2 separate regions of the Sus scrofa genome follow, and region 1 is linked to region 2. A link is a contact called in public Hi-C data. All regions are on one chromosome and are shown on one strand. Each heading gives the region's core, a stretch centred on a gene start, on an enhancer-like site or on the middle of the called end of the contact. The rest is flanking DNA. Distances are from core to core; before and after follow the strand shown.

Evidence for each region. A called contact is a pair of places that touch in the nucleus more often than the background predicts.
Region 1: a Hi-C map of heart right ventricle shows a contact between it and region 2, with 2.2 times the contacts expected there. The contact joins the promoter of HERC2 here to the promoter of MFHAS1 in region 2. A contact is called at or near these places in 1 of 47 Hi-C or Micro-C datasets (heart right ventricle) and 1 of 2 datasets of contacts at active chromatin or transcription factors (alveolar macrophages).

What each region holds. Positions count from the first base shown.
Region 1 is chr15:56,435,831-56,439,387 of Sscrofa11.1, forward strand. HERC2 (E3 ubiquitin-protein ligase HERC2) reads left to right here and starts at 2,287. Exons shown (of 93, transcript XM_021075345.1): 1 at 2,287-2,599; 2 at 2,970-3,072. The coding sequence starts at 3,001.
Region 2 is chr15:56,198,963-56,202,594 of Sscrofa11.1, forward strand. MFHAS1 (malignant fibrous histiocytoma-amplified sequence 1) reads left to right here and starts at 1,493. Exons shown (of 3, transcript XM_021075967.1): 1 at 1,493-3,632. The coding sequence starts at 2,054.

The DNA.
Region 1 (3,557 bases), core at 1,037-3,536, 240 kb after region 2:
TATTTCATTGATTTATACATTTATCTTTTTGGAAGTATCATACTGTTTTGTTTACTGTAGTTTTGGAGTAAGTTTTCCTATCCTTTCCAACCTTGTTCTTTTGGCTTTTGTTTTGGCTTGCATGTAGGTTTTCATAAATGTGCATTATCAGGTTGAGGAGCCCTCTTCTCCTGGCAGTTTGCTGAGAGTTTTTATAACGAGATTGAACTTTATCAAAACCTGTTTTTTAAAATCTGTTGAGATGATCTCATGGTGAATTACACTTAGCTTTGAACGTTAAATCAATCAAATTCTTGGGATAAACTCCACTTGGTTATGCTGTATTATTCTTTCTGTATGTTGATAGAATCAACTTGCTGTAAGTTGGCCACAATTTTTGTGTTTGTTTATGAGGGATATTGATCTTCAGTTTTTTCATAGTTTTTTTTTTTTTTTCCTGGTTTTCCTGGTTTTTCATGGTAATCCTGGGCTTATAGAATGAAAATGTTCAGTCCTTTTCAATTTTCTGGAAGAGTTTGTATAGAATTGGTGCTACTTCTTTATTATTTATTTGGTAAAAGCAAAAGCAACCAATCAAACAATCTGGGCCTGGAGGTTTCTTTTTTGGAAGATTTAAACTGTAAACTGAATTTCTTTTTTATTTTTGGCCATATCCAAAGCATGTGGAAGATCCCGGGCCAGGGACTGAATCTGTGCCATGGCAATGACCTGAGCTACAGGAGTGACAGCAGTGGATCCTTTTAAATTGCTAGGCCACAGGAAATCCATAATTTAATAGGTATAGTTCTGTTCAAGTTATCTATTTCATTTTGAGTGAGTTTTGGTAGTGTACAACTTCCATGGAATTAGTCTTTTTAATACAAATTGTCAAATGTGTATGTATAGAATTGTTTCTGGTACAGGTATCCCCATGCTTTTTTTTCAGAAGTTCACTTTATGTCACTTTGCTTTCACGAAGAGATCTACATTACTGTTTTCAATAACCAAAGAAATGCAAAGGGAACTTTTTGCTTCCATGAAAAAAGGCAAAAAGTGAAAATAGTGTTCAATGTTTATTTTGCAGTGAGCTGTTCTAGAGGTAGCCTATACCCCAGGCAGCAAGTGGCACTGCCAAGCACTTTCCCTGGGAACTAATTACACTCAGCATCTCAGCATCTAACCACCAGAGATGCTGGTGTCTGCATCTGAGCTTTACCTTGATTTATTTTGTGCATCCCTTAGCAAGATGTGTCCTAAGGCAAATACTTCTTTGCTTTACATAGTTTTCACTCCCAAAATTTTCATAGGAATTCTGTTTTGGATGGTGGGAGCAATTTGTATATCCTCACTGTCCTTCCAGTCTTTAGTGGTAACTCAGCTGCATTTCCTGTTCTTTGTAGCTTGTATGTCTTATCATACAATCTTTGCAAAGGATTGCTTTTAGTTTCATTGATTTTTCTCTATATTTTTTTGTTTTCAATTTCATTTATTTCCGCTCCTTTACTATTTCTGCCCTCTTCTTATTTTGGGTGTGTGTTGCTTTTCTTTTCCTATTTTCTTACATTGTTCATTTGGGGCCTTTCTTATTTTCTAAGATAAGCAGTTAGTCTCATTTTAATCAGTACTTTAGTTGTGCTCTTGTAATTCTGATGTATTATTTTAATTTTTGTTCAATTAAAAATAGTTCCTTTCCTTTCAGATTATTGATTATCTAGAACTGTATTGTTATACTTCCAAGTGTTTTGGGATTGTCCTGTGTCTCATTGATTTGAGTTAACTCTATTACGATCAGAGAACATACCCTGTAAGACTTTGTTTTAAATTTCTTAAGAATTGTTTTCTGGCTACTCGTTCACTGGAACTAAAAGCTTTCATTGCCTTCTCCGAGTTTCCGGCTACCAGGTGCTCCGGTTGCATTCAGCGGGACAGACTGGAGGAGGCTCTTGCAGAGCCCAGACAGCCTCACCTCCAAGAACTGCGCCCGCAAAAACCTGGACCTCCTCCAGCATTGAGACCACCAACCGGCAGCCTGGCTTTTTGAGAGCGCAGTGCGAAGACCCGGCAGAAGCTTGTTCGTGCGTGCGTGTGGGCAGCGGAAATCCCGCCTCCGGGCGTTTGCGGTTGGCCCTGACCGCAAGGGATGAGCCCGAGGAGGAAGACGGGTCGGATTGGAGGAAGCTGAAGAGTCCGGAGGCGGGGCGAGCAGGCTTATCCTCCTCATTGGCCGGACCCTCGGAGACACCTCCATGCCATTGGCTGGGTAGCGGGGGGAGGCACCTCCCGTCCGCCCGCCCCTTGGGCCGCGGGAGGCGCCGGGATCGCGACCGCTGGCTGCTGAGGCTGTGTCTACGCTCGCCGGAGCCAGGCGGCCGGGCCTCTGCCGTCAGGTCTTCGTCCCCGCGGGGCGGCGAGGGCGGCCGGCCGCTGGGGCGGTGCGGGCCCGGGCCAGGCCGAGCCGGTGCACGGCGGGCGTTGGCGCAGCCGCCGGACCTTGGCCTGCGCGGACCGCCGGCGGCGCGGGTCTTGGCTGCCTTCTCATTTCCAAGTGATTATTGTTTTGGATTTTTCTGCAGACGTGAAGTTTGATTAATTTATTTCACTCACCAGTCGCTGGTCAGAGGTAAAGCGGCAGATGCATGCTAGTGTCATTTGTTGTTGAGATGTGGGCTTCCTGCAGTCTGTTAGCGTGTTTACCTTTTGGATTTAAGGGAAGGGGATGGATGACATTGTGATTTGGTTTCTGTGACCGTCCATTCTCAAGGTCTCTTACTTGGAGTGGAAGTAGGCTTTTTCCTTTCTCGCTCCATCTTTCTCTTTTCCTCTTTTCTCTCACTCCCCTCCCCCAGCGCTTTTCCCCTCCCTCCTTTCTGTTCTTTCTCGCTTTTTTTTTTTTTTTTTTTTTTTTTTTTTGCGGCATTAAACCTTGCGGGAGGGTCTTTGTAAAATTTTGAAAAGGTTTATGGCTTCAACATTTCTGTTTTTACTTTCAGGTTTTACAGCTGGGAGGAAACCAGGAGAAAGATGCCTTCTGATTCTTTCTGTTTGGCTGCCCAGGCTCGACTTGATTCCAAATGGTTGAAAACAGATATACAGGTGGGGTTTTGATATACCTTTTTCCTGCTGTGCACCTGCGTCCATAGTTAAATTTATGGTTAACGCTTTTCTTAGGATATGTAAGAGCATGCAGATCGAATCTTACCATATATTGGAAAAGCAGGTTTATTTTCCACAACTTAAAAGTTACCTTTTATTGTATCAATTTTTATTGCTGTTATAGTGCGCATAGCTACATTTTAGTTACAGTTATTTATAAGTGCAAGAAACATGAGATAGAGTTATGGAAAAAATTTTTTGTTATTATTTTTTAAGAGGTCTGTATCATTCTTATCCATATCTTGGTGACTTTGTTAAGTGATACTTTTTGAGGTGTTCAGTTAGTTGTGCAGGGGAGAAGGACAGTAATTTATGATGTCCTGCAGAAACCCACTCCTTTTTATGGGATTCTGTGTTTGTTTCTGGAGAGACAAGTTCATTTGAGCTATTTGTTTGGTATTTGTGACTGATCTTATTGAGAGAAG
Region 2 (3,632 bases), core at 243-2,742:
TGGGTTCCACCTGGCTCCAGGAGCATCCTCCAGTACCACGATGTACCTACCAGACCAGGCTTGATAACCATCACTGGGGCAGCTTTCCAGCCTGAGGTGTTCAATGGCTCTCTTTGTTTTTTTTTAATTAATTAATTAATTAATTAATTTTTGTATTTTTGCCTTTTTTAGAGCCACTCCCGAGGCATATGGAGGTTTCCAGGCTAGGGGTCTAATCAGAGCTGTAGCCAGCGGCCTATGCCAGAGCCACAGCAACACGGGATCCGAGCCACGTCTGCAACCTACACCACAGCTCAGGGCAATGCTGGATCCTTAACCCACTGAGCAAGATCAGGGATCCAACCGCAAATTCATGGTTCCTAGTCAGATTCCTTAACCACTGCGCCACGACAGGAACTTCTCAATGGCTCCCTTTAAAGAGACAAATTATTACTATTCAAATACCTGCACTTAATTTGGGTCCCCAAATGACAGCAACAATCCCTTGTAGGGGAGAGCCAACCAGGTGTTAACTGGTGCATTTAACCAATTACATTTAGCTTTGTGTCTCTGAGAGCTATTTGCTTCATTATTAATCAAGCTGGAGGCAATGACGGAGGTGCTACCCTGAGGCTGAATAGAGTTCAAGGTTTGGGCAAATTCTGAAGAAATTATTTACTTAGTGTAGATGTGACCGCAAAGAAATTCCAATAAATAAATAAATAAGTAAACAAGCAAGCAAGCAAGACTTGGAGTTGAGCATTGGGCTGTAAATTTTTCTTGACATAACTGCCATTTTCTTGAACCTACAGCATAATAAGGACTGTACAGTTGGGGATATGGTATTTGTTTCCTGAGGCTGTTGGGAGGATGTGTGGGACATCCCGGATAAAACACTGCGTGGCCCCCCTTTCTCCACTCCGCAGTAAGGCCGGCGAGGAGCCTGCTCAGAGCCTTCCTCAGGGGAGCAGAGAATGTCTGTCTCTGGTCGGTCTGCCATAAAATAAGGTCTCGATAAATATTTACCAAGTGAATGAATGGTTGCCTGCTTTTCTCGTTCTTTTGTTTAATCACACTCTCCTTTTAGGTTCCTACAATGAAACCCAGGCCCCTGCATGCTGCCGGTTCCACTAAGGTGTGGACATAGGGTGAGTGGAAGGGGGAAGAAGGGTAAGGAATGAGTCAGGGAGGCCTGGGATCCAACACGTGAGGGGAGAAGAGAAAGAAATTCTTAGAGGCGCAGGGCCAACAAAGAGCCAGACGCAGGCAGACTTAAGCAGGAGCGCCCCGGGGCCGTGATCTGCAGCCGGGACGGGCCACCAGCGCGCCTCCGGCTCAGCGGTGTCCAAGCCGCCGCCCGTGGAGGGCGAGGCGCCCCCAGCCCGGCTCAAGGCGCTGGTCCGCGGCCCCCGCCCCGGGGCGGTGCCGGGAACACGCGGCGTCTCCGCGGGTCACGTGGGGGCCGCTCCGCCGGGCGGCGCTGCCGCTTCCCGATCTCGCCCTCCCAGTGGCGGGGACGCGGCGCTCGCGCTCCCGCCGGAGCCCGGGGAAGCGGAGACTACGAGGCGGCCCGGCCCTGCGCCCACATCATGCCCGCAGCGGAGCGGGCCGCCGCCGTCCTCGTGGAGCTCGCGGAGGCGACGATGCTGCGGGCCGCGGGGCCGCGGCAGCGAGGGTAGCGGGGCTAGAATCGGCCCCGAGGCCCCGGAGGCGGGTGGAGCAGGAGGGGGAGCGGCAGGCATCCTCCGCGGCGCGGCGGGCGGGCGGCGGCCCTGCTGCCCCGGCGCGCCCCTGGCCCGAGAGCCCGGAGAATGCGAGCTGCGCTCCCCGCCGGCCGGCCGCCTCCCCCAGCGCCGCACGCCCGGCGCTCCCCGGAGCTTCTCGCGTCGCCGCTGCCCCCCAGCTGCGGGCGCCTGGCCGCTGGCTGCGCTAGGACCCGCCGCCGCTGGTCGCGGAGGGCTGGTGGGAAGGGAGGAGCGGGAGCTAGAGGGCCCCAGAGACTGGCGCCTGCCTGGGCGCAGCGCGGCATGTAGCTGCGGGCGCCCGCGCCAAGGTGTCAGCCCGGGACCCCACCATGGCTGGGACGGACAGTGGGAACCTGAAAACGGTGAGGCTGTGGCGGGACGCCGCCCTGCGTGCCAGAAAGCTGAGGAGCAACCTGCGCCAGCTCACCCTCAGCGCGGCCGGGGGCAGCCCAGGTGCCGACCAGATCGACTCCCCCGACGCCCCCCAGCTGGTGCTGCCGGCCAACATCGGGGACATTGAGGTGCTGAACCTGGGGAACAACGGCCTGGAGGAGGTGCCCGACGGGCTGGGCTCTGCGCTGGGCAGCTTGCGCGTCCTGGTTCTGCGCCGAAACCGCTTCGCCCGGCTGCCCCCCGCGGTGGCGGAGCTGGGCCACCACCTAACCGAGCTGGACGTGAGCCACAACCGGCTGAGCGTCCTGGGCGCCGAGGTGGTGAGCGCCCTGCGTGAGCTGCGGAAGCTCAACCTCAGCCACAACCAGCTGCCCGCCATGCCTGCCCAGCTGGGCGCGCTGGTCCACCTGGAGGAGCTGGACGTCAGTTTTAACCGGTTGACACACCTGCCCGACTCCTTCTCCTGCCTCTCCCACCTGCGCACCCTCGACGTGGACCACAACCAGCTCACGGCTTTTCCCCGGCAGCTGTTGCAGCTGGCGGCCTTGGAGGAGCTGGATGTGTCCAGCAACCGGCTGCGTGGCCTACCTGAAGATATCAGTGCCCTGCGTGCCCTAAAGATCCTGTGGCTGAGCGGGGCTGAGCTTGGCACCCTGCCCAGCGGTTTCTGCGAGCTGGCCAGCCTGGAGAGCCTCATGCTGGACAACAACGGGCTGCAGGCTCTGCCTGCCCAGTTCAGCCGCCTGCAGCGGCTCAAAATGCTCAATCTCTCCTCCAACCTCTTTGAGGAGTTCCCTGCCGCACTGCTGCCCCTGGCTGGTCTGGAGGAGCTCTACCTTAGTCGCAACCAGCTCACTTCAGTGCCATCCCTGATCTCTGGCCTGAGCCGTCTTCTCACCCTGTGGCTGGATAATAACCGGATCAGATACCTGCCAGACTCCATCGTGGAGCTGACCGGCCTGGAGGAGCTCGTGTTGCAGGGGAACCAGATTGCTGTGCTGCCAGACAACTTTGGCCAGCTCTCCCGGGTGGGCCTGTGGAAGATCAAGGACAACCCGCTGATCCAGCCCCCTTACGAGGTCTGTATGAAGGGAATCCCCTATATCGCAGCCTACCAGAAGGAGCTGGCTCATTCCCAGCCGGCGGTGCAGCCCCGCCTCAAGCTGCTCCTGATGGGCCATAAGGCTGCAGGAAAGACCCTGCTCTGTCACTGCCTCACCGAAGACAGAGTGGAGGTGAGCCAAGGAGAAGGGGAAAAGGAGAAGAGCTACCCCGCTTCACCTCCTCCTGTGAGCAAGGGCATTGAGGTGACCAGCTGGACAGCGGATGCCTCCAGGGGCCTGCGGTTCATCGTGTATGACTTAGCTGGGGATGAAAGTTACGAGGTGATCCAGCCCTTCTTCCTCTCCCCGGGGGCTCTTTATGTGCTGGTGGTGAACTTGGCCACCTATGAGCCACTGCGCTTTCCCACCACTGTGGGCTCCTTCTTGCATCGGGTGGGGGCCCGGGTGCCTC